4 separate regions of the Sus scrofa genome follow, and regions 2, 3 and 4 are each linked to region 1. Evidence: chromatin contacts called from public HiChIP or PLAC-seq data. All regions are on one chromosome and are shown on one strand. The core of a region is the stretch at or near the end of the contact, and the rest is flanking DNA. Distances in the headings are between cores, read along the strand shown.

Region 1 (3,092 bases), core at 187-2,686:
ATAGCTCCGATTAGACCCTTAGCCTGGGAACCGCCATATGCCGCGGGTGCAGCTCTAAACAACAATAACAATAACTACAACAACAACAACAAACGAAAAGGGAGACACAGTGGCAGAGAGGCACCCTCTCTTGCCCTCCAAGAACGGGAATCACCAGGCTCCCTCCCCTCACCTCTCCAGGACAGAGACTTGGCACATGCAGCCCAATGACAGGCAGAGGGACAGAGATCTCCAGCCCGACCGCAGGCCCACCTTGCCCTTGCGTACGAGACTCCGGATGTGGGTCCACAGGGCGGTACCGTGAGCACACAAGTGCTTTTCGACAGAGGTTGCCCGGCTCTGGCCCGTCCGGCCAGTGGGGAGGAGGTACCGCAGGAGGCCCTGCAGGGTGGCCGCACACGGTGTCTCTCGCATCCTTGGCCCTGCTGTGTGAGAGGCTGGTGCAGCCGGACTGGAGCGCGATGGACAGGAGTGAGATGGGTGGCAGTGAGGATGGAGAGCAGTGTGTCGAGCTCCGGGCCTCCAAGGCCTTTTGACCAGGCTTCTCAGGAAGCCCCGCCCCTGCAGCCTACTCCCCCCCCAACCCCAGGTTCTTTGTTTGTGTGTGGAAAAAATACCCCCACCAGCAGCCTATTGGTTACAGGAATTCTGACACGTCACAGTTCTCTCTAAAGCCCAGAAAAGCCAAGTTTCCTTCTCAAGTGGCTGGTTTCCTGTTGGTGAGCTTGGAGATGCTGAGTAACACGTGTCTGCCTGGCCAGTCTGCCTCATGGCTGCCCCTAGTCAGTGACCCCATCTTGGCATGGACTTGGGTGGGAGAGTTCCCCGCAGGCCCTGCAGCACCGCCAGTCAGATGCATGACAAGGGGTGATGGCCCATCATCTACCCCCTGTACTGAGGCCCAGTCCTGCCTCCACCTGCCCCAGAGGCTGCCAGGAGGCTCCTTACCAGGCCCCCAGCCCCCTCAGTGGCTCCAGAGGGAATGATAGTCCCCAGGCTGGCCCATTGCCAACAGAGAGCATGTGGAGTGGAGCGGAAGCAGCATGAGAATAACACAATGATGAGGTCGTCTCCATCCAGCCCCAAAGAGCACTCAGGGCTGGCACGCTCTCTCATGGGCTTTTTAAAGCACAGAGAAATAAACAAGTGGGGACCGGGGTTTGGAACAACAAACGGAGACGGAGGGGCAAGGACCGGGAAACAGCAATCGAGGGAAAACTGGGGGCACCTTCTTACACCCAGGTTCTAGAAGGAAGGTCTGGGCCCCAGCTCCTCTCCCTCAGGGCTGGCAAGGGGGGCAGTAAGCCTGCTGGACCACCTTGTGTGACCCATCAGAGAGGCAATGGGGGTGGGGCAGGTGCTGAGGACGTGGCCCCACCCTGCTTGCTCTGTAGCACGGCCAGATGGGTCACTGATGTCACTGATGGACAACCACAGCACGTCTCTCATCCACCCAGCCCGAGCACAGGCAGCACCAAACTGTCCAAAAAAGGAAATGCTGCTCTCTCCTCACTGGCCTCCCCGGAGTTTCCCCTGGGCCCAGTGTCACCACCCAGGACGGTCCAGCAGGGCCTTCCCAGGAGTCCTGATGGACCCCACGTGTCTACACTGTAACCTACTCCCTGGAGTGGTCTCCTTCTCTTCCTACTGCAGTCTGTTCTCTGCACCTCTATCCTCCATAGCATTAACGCCTCCACCCCTCCCTGCAACCAGGCTACAGCATAACTCAGAAAAATAAAGGACAGCTCCCACCCAGGAGACAGAGGGTGACAGGTATCAGTGAGGATGTGGAGAAATAGGAGCCCCCAGACACCACTGCCGGGATGTGAAATGCCATGGCCTCTCTGGAAAAGCAGGGCAGTTCCTCACAAAGTTAACCCTGGCTATCCGACCTGGCATTTCCCCTCCTAGGTCTCTGCACAGCAGCAAGGAAAACATCTTTCCTCACGGACTGTGCACAGGTTCACAGAACAGTAACCTTTATAGGCCTGAGCTAGAAACAACCCAAGTGTCCGTCAACTGGTGGACGGAGGAGACACGGATGGGATGTGGTTCAGCCAAAAAAGGAGTAAAGCTAACATGCTCTGACGCGGATGACCCTCAAAAATGTTTTGCTAAGTGGAGGAAGCCAGTCACAAAAGATCACGTAATACGGTACAATTCCGTTTATACAAAATGTGCAGAATGGATAAATCTAGCAACAAAAAGCAGTCCCACCCCCGCTGGGGGGTGGGAAGAGGGAAACCGTTTTGGGGGGTGTGTGTGGAAATATCCCCAGACTGGATTATTGGTGATAGCTGTTCAACGCTGTACATTACTAAAGCCATTGACTTACATACTGAAAAGGGACACACTGTGAAAGACATGACAGAGTATGACAGTGAAAGAAAAAAAAGATATAAGGTCCCAAACCAGAGCACAGTAGAGCAAGGAGGTGCCCCTTCCCTTGAAAATAGAAAGCATAAGGCAGAGAGTGGCAGGAGATGAAGCTGAATCACGAGGCATTTTTCTGAGAAAGAGAAAGAGTAGTAAAGTGATTCACAGCTCTGGGCCAAAGCCTTGGCCCACCTCTGGCCTGATTCAACGCAGGCCATGCACACATCACCGAAAACCTCAGAGAACCCAGGGTGTCCGCAGTCAATATCCTTTTGGATTTTTCTGTTTTTTTTTTTGTTTGTTTGTTTGTTTGTTTGTTTGTTTGTTTCTGGCCTTGCCTGAGGCATGCAGAAGTTCCTGGGCCAGGGATCAAACTTGCGCCAGAGCAGTGACAATGGTGACTCTTTAACAGCTAGACTGCTAGGGAACCCCTCAATATCTTTATTTTTTTAATGGCCACACCTGTGGCATATGCAAGCTCCTGGGCTAGGGGCTGAATCAGAGCTGCAGCTGCTGGCCTACGTCACAGCCACACCGGATCTAAGCTTCATCTGTGACCTACGCTGTAGCTTGTGGCAACACTGGATCCTTAACTCACTGAGGGAGGCCAGTGATCAAACCTGCGTCCTCACAGACACTATGTCAGGTCCTGAGTCATAATAGGCACTCCCTCAATATCCTTTTGTATCATACAATCCAAGTTTTTTTTTTTTTTT
Region 2 (3,092 bases), core at 422-2,921, 250 kb before region 1:
AGATCCACAGATAAGGTAGGCCACCAGGAAGGGCCCAGACCAGTGGCTTGTCCTATATATAAATCTTTACTGGAGTTCCCATTGTAGCTTAGTGGTAACAAACCCAACCAGTATCCCTGAGGACTTGGGTTCAATCCCTGGCCTCGCTCAGTGGGTCAAGGATCCGGCATTGCCATGAGCTGTGGTGTGGGTCACAGGCGTGGCTTAGATCCCATGTTTCTGTGGCTGTGGTATAGGCTGGCAGCTGCAGCTCTGATTCAACCCCTAGCCTGGGAACTTCCATTATGCCACAGCTGTGGTCCTAAAAAGAAAAGAAAAGAAAAAAAAAGATTAAACCTCTACTGCCCCCTCACACCAGGAACAACCACTGCCCCCTTTACCACTGGAAATAGAGTCATTAGTGCCTTTAAATCCAACCAAATTAGAGAAGAACTCCAGAAAACCCAGAACCAACAAAGACCCTTCCTTGAGACTCTGCTCCTCCAGAACCAGTTCCAATATAGGAATCTGTATCAGGCAGAGTCCACCAGACAAGCAGAAATGGCAGAACAGATGTTAAGAAGTCCATTGCAGGGAATTAAGTGCTTGTAAGGACTGGATGGACAAGTTTGAAATCTGGAGGGCAGGCTGGGACTTCAGCACAGCTGAGACTGCAGTCCATGCAATCCATGTGCACAATTCCTTCCTCATCCAGGAACCTCAGCTCTGCTCTCAGGGCCTTTCAGGGATTAACTCAGGCCTACCCAGATTATCTAGGATAATCTCATTTGCTGGTAAAGTGGTTATGGGTTTTAATCACATTAAAGTCTTGGCAGTAATACCCAAATGAGCTCCCACTAAGTAACTGTAGACTGCAGCCTGGCCAGGCTGATCCCTTCAATGACATCAAGCAGTTCAGTGACCCTGGATCAGCCTCACCTCCCTTGAGCACATGCACTCAGTACATGCATCCCATGCTTACCCTCAAATTGTTGATGGTCTAAACAGAGAAGTAGAGAACTTCAGGACTGGGGCCCCCACCCATCTTATTTCAAACCAACCTGCACAATGGATGCTTGGGATCGTAACTGAATTTCTAAAGTTCACATAACAAAGTTTAACCATTTTATTTTATTTTTGGCGGTATGCAGAAGTTCCCTGGCCAGGGATTGAACCCATGCCACAGCAGTGACCTGAGCCACCACAGTGACAATGCCAGATCTTTAACCTGAGCCACCAGGGAAGTCCTTTAACCATTTTAAAGTGAACAATTCAGTGGATTTGGCCCATTCACAATGTTGTGAAACCATCACCTCTATCCAGTCCCCAGACATTTTCATCCCCCCCAGAAGGAAATCTTGTACCTATTGGAGCATCGCTTCTCATTCAACCCTCCCCATCCAGGCACTTTTAAACCACTCTGGACCACAGCATTATCAGGCATCTGCTGGGAGAATGTGGACATGCAGGGCCTGGAGTACTTGCTGATCTGCTGTGGGCAGAGGTGCCCTCCTTGGTGGGCAGGGGCTGAGCCTGCTACTCTTTCACGATATTGGGGCTGTAGCTGGGCTTGACAGCTTCGGCAAGCTCCTGAGCGTACATCTCGTATCTGCCCGTCATCTGAAAGCAAAACACAGGGAGTAAACACCCTCATTTACTTGCCACTACCTACTGCCACTGGAGGGCAGCCATGGGACAGAAATGCGGCAGGAAGGCTGGCCGACCAGAGGAGCTTGGACCACAGTAGACAGAAACAACCTCCGCGTGACCTTTTGGCACAGGATCCGGTGTTGTGGTGAAGATCATGGACACCAAGGTGACTCACACACCCCGGGCCTTCTGCTGGAAGACCTCTGCAGTCTGTCCCACCAGAAGGTGTGGCTGCTCTGAGGTAGGAGGGAAGAGGGCTGCCCTGAGACGGGCGTGACCTGCCCCAGGTCACCAGGCAGGAGTGGTGTCACCCTGGTCTCCTGGCTCTGGAGGCCCATCTGGGCCACCTGGCGTCTCATGCGGACACAGATGGAGGCAGGGCGAGGCTGAGGGCAGGGCTGGAAAGTCCTCCCAGGTGCTCACACCCTAGCATTCCCTCCATCCCTAACCTCTTTTCCAAAGTCTTGCTGGGGTCTCCTGTCCATTACCATAGCTTAGGAAGGCTTCACTTTCAAAAAGCTACTCACGAGAAAACATTCTGTTTATTGTCTCCAACTTCTAACTTGTGTGGAATCCTCATTAACCTACGCCTTCCCTGAGAAGAGACAGGCCAGAAGACCTTCATGTGGGCAGTGCCTTGATTGTCTGAGGAAGGTCTTGGACTCAGGACATGTGCCTGAGAGCTGATCCTCACGTAAATGGGGGGAGTCAGGCCTAGAGCCCACGTCTGGCTGGATTTGTAATCTTAGTCTTGCCCTACGTGCTGGGCAGAGTTATTCCGCCTGACAATGGAGATGTGCATTTGTATGGTTTGCTTGTAAATGGGGGCAAGTTGGTGGAAATACCTTTGGACAGTAACATAGCAAGCTCTGCCTGTGTCCTTGAGATGCTGTATGGGGTTGAGGGGGAGGGAGGTGGCACCCAGGCCATGGCTGCCAGTGCCTCATTCCAGGAGGTGGGCACTTATACTCCTGTGGTGTCACCGGGGTCTGGTCTCCAAGGCCCTTTGTTTCAGAAATGGGAGTACTAAGACCAGGAGCAGAAGGGGCTTGCAGGGCCATGGCAGAGCCAGGTCTGGATTCCTTTTCTCTCCTTGACCCACTTCCCTCCATTGTCAAGGCCTAGACTCGGGGTCTGGCCACAGGCAGAGCCAGACATGCACATTTATCTTGTGATAAGTGCAAAGGCCTGGAAAGGAAAAAAGGATTAGAGAGGCCAATCCACTCTATTCTCCAGAGACAAATGAAATTGAGATTAATTTGCTCAAAGGCACCCAGAATCTAAATCAGATGAGTGGAGAATTTATTGAGGCCTGCTGGCTGGGCACCACTGGACCCTGTGGTTCCCGCCCTGCACACAGCTCTGGCCCTCTGCCCCACTGATGCACTGTCCCTGAAGCCAGGAGTGCTGAGAGCAGGACAGGCCCACTTCGGGGAGCAGGAGACTCGGGACCCACCTTGAAG
Region 3 (3,092 bases), core at 246-2,745, 200 kb before region 1:
TTACTGTTCAAAGCATATAACAGCAGTCAGAGTGTCATGAGGCATTCTGTAGCCACATCAGTGCCCACTGGGGTAAGCTCCAGGAAGGCAGGAGTTGAGGGGTTGAGTTCCTGGAGTAGGTACCCGGAAGGTAGGTGATGGTTGATTGGCTTAATTGAGTTGTGCTGTTCTGGAAACAAGCAATGGTATGAGATGTGAGTTGGTCAGAGGGTTTCTCTGGCTGTTCAGCAGGGCCACCTGTGGGATCATAGAACATTCGAATTTGCGGAGGTGGTGTATCTCTCTCAGTCGCCCAGGACCGAGTTCAGTTCTTCCTTTGTTGACTTATCTTGGCATTAATGTCGCCCTCACTTATGTGATTGACTACAGTTCATCTTCTCCCCTCTCCTCCAACCTAGTAGACTTGAAATTCCATGAGGATGTGGGCTGTGTCTGTCTCAGCTCACCTTCCTGTATCCAGCACTAAGCCTGGTGCATAGTGGATGCTCAAGAAACGTTTCTGGAAGGGATGGATGAGGAACTACATCACCTTGTGATGATGTGATGTGATGATGAAGAAGCAGAGGCCCAGTGAGGTGGGGCTTCTTAGTGACAAAGCTGGGACAGGAATTTGGGTCTCCTGGGTCCTGGGTGAGCCAGCACCCTTTTCCTTTCCCTTGTGTTCTATCCGTGTTGGAGTTGATGTTGTTTTTGTTTTTTGTTTTGTCTTTTTGCCATTTCTAAGGCCACTCCCTCGGCATATGGAGGTTCCCAGGCTAGGGGTCTATTTGGAGCTGTAGCTGCTGGCCTATGCCACAGCCACAGCAACTCAGGATCCAAGCCGTGTCTGCGACCTACACCACAGCTCACAGCAACACTGGATCCTTAACCCACTGAGCAAGGCCAGGAATTGAACCTGCAACCTCATGGTTCCTAGTCGGATTCGTTAACGACTGAGCCATGATGGGAACTCCTGTCCGTGTTGGAGTTGAAAGCCTCAGAGCTGAGTCCAGCCCTTCCCTTTTCCAAGTGGAAAACTGAGGCCCAGGGAGGGAAAGGACTCACTGCAGGTCACAGAAGAAGGCACTGGCAGAGCCAGGCCTAGAACCTAGGCCTCCTGATTCCCAGGCCAATGCTCTTTCTGTGTAAAGCCTAGGAAAAAACAGCTGGGTCGGGCTGATTGCCAGGCCCCTGCAGGAGAGCACATAGCCGAGCAGCTCTCAGAGTTCCTTGTCTATTCTTAGCCTGAACTTTCAGTGACTCTGGGCTTCAGCAGCCTTTTCCCCCTTTTCCCTTTGCATTTGCTTCTTTGTGTATATGTGGTATGTGTCTTAAATAAATGGTGCTACGTGTAGGAAATGGGCTTCAGCACCGTCCTGCTGCAGAGGCTCTGAAAAGAATAAACGTGAGAGAGGGGCCCTGAGAAAACAATTCGCTTCCCTCCTCTGCAGTGACCCCAGTGCCCCAGAGCCGCCCTCGCTGCTCCCTCTCACAACTGCCAGCACCAGGCCAAGCTCCTCACACAATGAGAAGGAAATTGCCAGAGAGACCTTACAAGGAGGGCTGGCTGTTAGTATTGGCCACTGTTGCCTCCACTTTGATGAGGACCAAACATGAGCTCCTCCCAAGCTGTGCTCCCCTTCTGGCTTCACGTCAGCTTCCCACCTCCAAGTCATTCCCCCATCAGCCACCAAACAGGAGCTAAAAGCCCCTTTCCACACGAAACTCTAGCCTCTCAAAACCTCTTTCTCTACATTGCCAGCTACTCACTCTGAGTGAGGACCCACAAGAAACTTAAGCAGCAGCTCCTGACCTTGAGTCGCTTGGAAACACAGAGGATGGAAGGTAAATGATGTTGCAGAAGTGTGACCTGAGCAGTGAAAACAGCTCTGCCAGTTCAGAGGAGGTACAGGTTGCTCTGGGCCAAGTGAGGTCCAAGAAAACTCGGGGGTGTGGTTTGAACCAGGTCCTATGTGTTAGTTGTCTGTTGCTACATAACAAATTACCTCAAAACTTGGCTTGGAGCAAAAGTATTTACTATCTCATGGCTTCTGCAGGTTAAGAATTAGGTCCGGCTTAGCTGGGTGACTCTGGCTCAAGGTCTTTTGCGAGGTTACAGTCGAGCCCCCAGCCTGAAGTCTCAAGCGGGCACAGAGGGGAGCCCAGTTTGAAGCTCACTGCAGTGGTATTTGGCAGACCTCAATCCTTAGTGATCCACGCCTCCTCATGACTGCTTCAAGCCTTGGTGCTGGGGTGAGAGCAAGAGGGACCAAGTGGAAGCCATGGTCACTCAGACTTCATCTCAGAAGGGCTATTCTATCACTTTTGCTGACTCTTCATTAGAAGCAAGTCATTTTGGAGTTCCTATTGTGGCTCAGCAGGTTAAAAACTCCACTTAGTGTCCATGAGAATGCAGGTTTGATCCCTGGCCATGCTCAGGGGGTTAAGGATCCAGCATTGTGGCAAGCTGCGGTATAGGGTGCAGATGCAACTCAAATCCGGTTTGGCTGTGGCTGTGGCATAGGCCAGCAGCTGTAGCTCCAATTCCACCCCTAGCCCAGGCGGCACTTCCATTTGCTGTGGGTGTAGCCCTAAAAAGGAAAAAAAAAAAAAAAGCAGGAGTTCCTGTCGTGGCGCAGTGGTTAACAAATCTGACTAGGAACCATGAGGTTGCAGGTTTGGTCCATGCCCTTGCTCAGTGGGTTAAGGATCCGGTGTTGCCATGAGCTGTGCTGTAGGTCGCAGACTCGGCTTGGATCCTGCGTTGCTGTGGCTCTGGCTTAGGCCGGTGACTACAGCTCCGATTTGACCCCTAGCCTGGGAACCTCCATATGCTGCGGGAGTGGCCCAAGAAATGGCAAAGAGACAAAAAAAAAAAGCAAGTCACTAGGTCCAGCTCACCTAGAAGGGCATGGATACCAGGGGCAGAGGACATGGGGCTGTCTTAGAGGCCGGCTCCCACACCATGCTGGATGGATAGGATTTAAATTAGGTATAGAGAGCATTCCAGGTGGGGCATAAGAGGGGAGCACAGAGGTTAGGAAGGCTCGGCTGGGGTGCGGTTGGAGGAAGGCATCTGAGGAGGAGTGTCAGAGGTGACTGGAGAGGTGGAC
Region 4 (3,092 bases), core at 351-2,850, 170 kb before region 1:
TGACCTGCCTCATCAAGTGCAGTGCTCAGCCATGGTCTGGGTGGAGCTCAGTCCTGGGAGTCAGGATGCAGATGGGGTCGGTCCATGGCTTGGAACCACCAGCAGCTCCAAAAAGACCTGAATCCCAATAGCTCCGCCCTGCCGGCCTTCCTCAAGGCCCCATCACTCTAGCCCTCTCATTGGACCCTCAAGGCGCCTTTGTGAGCTCAGGGGGAGACCAGTCCCTTTCATAGATGGACAATGGGCCCAGAGAGAGGCAGCTGACTTGCCCATCACACAGCACAGCCTACCCTCAGAAAACAGACCAGCAGCAGCCAAGGCCCTTTCCATTGAGACCAGCAGCTCTGATCTCCCTCCTATCAGGGGATAAGTGAGAGGGAGCCCTCTGTTACCCCAGGGGATAAGGTGAGAGCGAGCCCTCTGTTCCCCGTGATGCTCCCACCAGAGCCACCCAGCCCACACTGCCTGGACCCAAAGAGGACGCTGGTCTGCTTGGGAGCCCTCAGGCCTGTGTCCTGAGCTGTCCATTAGCCTGGACTCTGGCTCTGCTCTGCCCATTTAGGCTGGTCCTCCACTAGGGCCAGCCCATGGCCCCTTCTCTTATGACAAGCGTCCTAGGCTCTCCCAAGACCACTGTCCCAGGAGGCCACCCGGGCCCTGGCTCCCTCCTCCATCTGAGCAGCATGGCGAGATGTCTGCTCCCCTGGATCCTAGGTTCTGGGGCCAAGGCCACCTGCCATCAGCTCCTAAAAGATTAAAGCCGCAGAGAATGGCAGGCACAATCTTCCCAGGCTGGCCCTGGCTATGCTACCAACTCATTATATGGCCTGGGGCTTGGCTTCCCTCTGAGCTTCCTTTTTCCAACCAGAAGATAGAAGGAAAGGACCTCTAAAGGCCCCCTTGGGTTTGACACTAAATTTCCATTTGCTTATGGAGCCTGTTTCCCTTCAGGTGGGTGCCCCCTCAGCCCACCGTGGGCCTGCGGTGCCTGCTCTATGTCAGAGGAACTCCACTGGGTGGGGCATGCCATCCTTGGTGACCTCCCTCAGGGCCTGCAGCCATCTAGGCTGTGAACCCAGCTCCAGGACAGAGAGCAGATGCTCTCCTCCAAGGGCATGGGACATACTTTCTAGCCTCTTCATTTACATGAACTCAGGCCTCAGGGAAAGTCTTTTTTTTTTTTTTTTTTTTTTTTTGTCTTTTTGCCTTTTCTAGGGCCGCTCCGGCAGCATATGGAGATTCCCAGGCCAGGGGTCTAATCCGAGCTGTAGCCACCGGCCTACTCCAGAGCCACAGCAACACGGGATCTGAGCCATGTCTGCGACCTACATCACAGCTCACGGCAATGCCGGATCGTTAACCCACTGAGCAAGGCCAGGTATTGAACCCGCAACCTCATGGTTCCTAGTCGGGTTTGTTAACCACTGAGCCACGACGGGAACTCCAAGGGAAAGTCTTCATTTACACAATACCTAGCTGAAGTCACTTCACAAAAGTTTCACCATAAAAACCCCCGTGCAACAGCCAGATCATGAGCTGTCTCCAAGACCAAGAGCACTTGGTGACCAAGAAGCATAGAATTTGCATGAAGGTCCAAGTGACTCACCAAGGCATTCAGCCAAGTCACTTCCCCTCTCTGGGTCATTTTCCTCATGTGCTAACTGTGGGCCGGCCCGGCCCGGAGGAGCTGGAGGAAGGCAGGCGCATGGGTGGGCGTCTAGCTCTGTGGCCCGGGTATTGCGCTGTGTCAACAGTGGCCCGGACACACCCACCAGTCCTGCGCCACACACATCTGCCAACAGCCAGAACACAGCAGCCTCAACCACGTAGCTGCGGGAGGGCCAGCCTGCCCTGTGCCCCTGGGGGGCAGCCCTGGGCAGCCCTAGACTGAGCCCCGTGGCCCTGACCTCAGCTCACCACTCTGACACCAGACCCAGCCCTGGCCCTGGTTCATCCTGATCCTGGCACAGAGCAGACCCTGGCATAGACCGCCTTTCACAACTGTGACCCACCCCGCTCCCACCCCCACCCTGGCTCACCGGAGTGGGATGCGGATGGCAATGTAGCGGTCAATGGCGATGGCGAGGAGGCTGAAGATGGAGCTCTGCGTGAGGACCAGGACGAAGCAGGCAAGGAAGAGGCAGCTGTGGCATGCGGCACAGAACCCTATGCTGATGGTGATGGCAAAGGGGATGGCCAGGACCCCCACGGCAATGTCGGCTGCCGCCAGGGACACCACAAAGTAGTTGGTGACATTCTGCAGGTTGCTGTTCAGCCACACAGCCCAGCACACCAGCACATTGCCCAGGATGGCCAGCACGGCGATCGCCAGCTCCACCATGATGTACTCCAAGGAGGCCATGGTGGACACCTCCATGGACAGGCAGGGTCAGTGAGGGCGCAGGCCAGCCCAGCTCACGGTCCATAGCTGCAGCACCGCCGGCCCTGCCCGGCCCTGAGCCCCTTCTTTACAGGAGCCGGCGGGGGGCCTCCCCCAGGGCCTCTTCACAACTGACTTCACGTCTCCAGAAGCCAGGCCCTCTCCAGGGGCTCTGCAGCATCTTTGCTCGGCTTCAGGGTTCCTGAGCACCTGCCATGGGAGAAGCCTTGTGAGGAGTGGGGCCACCGCTGGAGACCCCCAGGGGTGGCCCTCAGCCCCAGTGCCCTCCCCACAGGCCAGGTGCCAGCCTCTCCCACCCCAAACCCCACACAGAGGGCCAGGGAGCAGCCCCGGTCTCTGTCTCCCTTCCTGGGGAGCCAAGAACTTTCAGAGCTTAGTCACTTGTGTTGGCCCCTCGGGCTCAGCTTCTTGAGCCTTTTGTGCCAGTTTCCTGGTCCCTGAGCTCACCCTGCCCCACGACTCTCCCTGGGAAAGCCCCCCTCCCCCGGACCACCATGCCTCTCTCAGCCAGCCTCAGCCTGCTCCACCTGTGCTGCCTTGGGGGCAGGCAGAGCCCCCAGAGCTCCTGGTCTCACAGTAGCAGAGAAGCCCTCTGGCGCTCACTGGCAGGGAGCACAGGAAGGGAGCCACCCCTCAGAGCCCTGACTGCACCTCTGGGCGGGGCACACCCCCCACACCGCCTCCCCCTCCA

Evidence for each region. HiChIP or PLAC-seq counts read pairs in DNA pulled down with a chosen protein or histone mark.
Region 2: a contact with region 1 is called in an H3K27ac HiChIP or PLAC-seq map of alveolar macrophages, with 9 times the contacts expected there. The contact joins two enhancer-like sites. A contact is called at or near these places in 1 of 5 promoter capture datasets (fetal liver), 15 of 47 Hi-C or Micro-C datasets (alveolar macrophages, blood, embryonic fibroblasts and 9 more) and 2 of 2 datasets of contacts at active chromatin or transcription factors (alveolar macrophages and skeletal muscle).
Region 3: a contact with region 1 is called in an H3K27ac HiChIP or PLAC-seq map of skeletal muscle, with 4 times the contacts expected there. The contact joins two enhancer-like sites. A contact is called at or near these places in 2 of 2 datasets of contacts at active chromatin or transcription factors (alveolar macrophages and skeletal muscle).
Region 4: a contact with region 1 is called in an H3K27ac HiChIP or PLAC-seq map of alveolar macrophages. The contact joins two enhancer-like sites.

What each region holds. Positions count from the first base shown.
Region 1 is chr14:49,309,180-49,312,271 of Sscrofa11.1, reverse strand. The region is part of intron 16 of BCR (breakpoint cluster region protein); the gene reads right to left. Among named protein-coding and RNA genes, the nearest start is that of SPECC1L, 22 kb to the left of the region's middle. Within about 2 kb of position 1,436, at least 28 of the 83 cell types and tissues checked have an H3K27ac peak or open chromatin away from gene starts, as enhancers often do. A contact at or near this core is called in alveolar macrophages, retroperitoneal adipose tissue, skeletal muscle and 1 more, where this site is marked.
Region 2 is chr14:49,559,495-49,562,586 of Sscrofa11.1, reverse strand. UPB1 (beta-ureidopropionase) reads right to left here. Exons shown (of 10, transcript XM_001929254.6): 9 at 3,086-3,092; 10 at 1,077-1,599. The coding sequence ends at 1,516. Among named protein-coding and RNA genes, the nearest start is that of GUCD1, 24 kb to the left of the region's middle. Within about 2 kb of position 1,671, at least 20 of the 83 cell types and tissues checked have an H3K27ac peak or open chromatin away from gene starts, as enhancers often do. A contact at or near this core is called in alveolar macrophages, retroperitoneal adipose tissue and subcutaneous adipose tissue, where this site is marked.
Region 3 is chr14:49,506,189-49,509,280 of Sscrofa11.1, reverse strand. No RefSeq gene overlaps it. Among named protein-coding and RNA genes, the nearest start is that of UPB1, 25 kb to the left of the region's middle. Within about 2 kb of position 1,495, at least 17 of the 83 cell types and tissues checked have an H3K27ac peak or open chromatin away from gene starts, as enhancers often do. A contact at or near this core is called in skeletal muscle, where this site is marked.
Region 4 is chr14:49,476,294-49,479,385 of Sscrofa11.1, reverse strand. ADORA2A (adenosine receptor A2a) reads right to left here. Exons shown (of 3, transcript XM_003483462.4): 2 at 2,040-2,590. The coding sequence starts at 2,377. Among named protein-coding and RNA genes, the nearest start is that of ADORA2A, 11 kb to the right of the region's middle. Within about 2 kb of position 1,600, at least 19 of the 83 cell types and tissues checked have an H3K27ac peak or open chromatin away from gene starts, as enhancers often do. A contact at or near this core is called in alveolar macrophages, where this site is marked.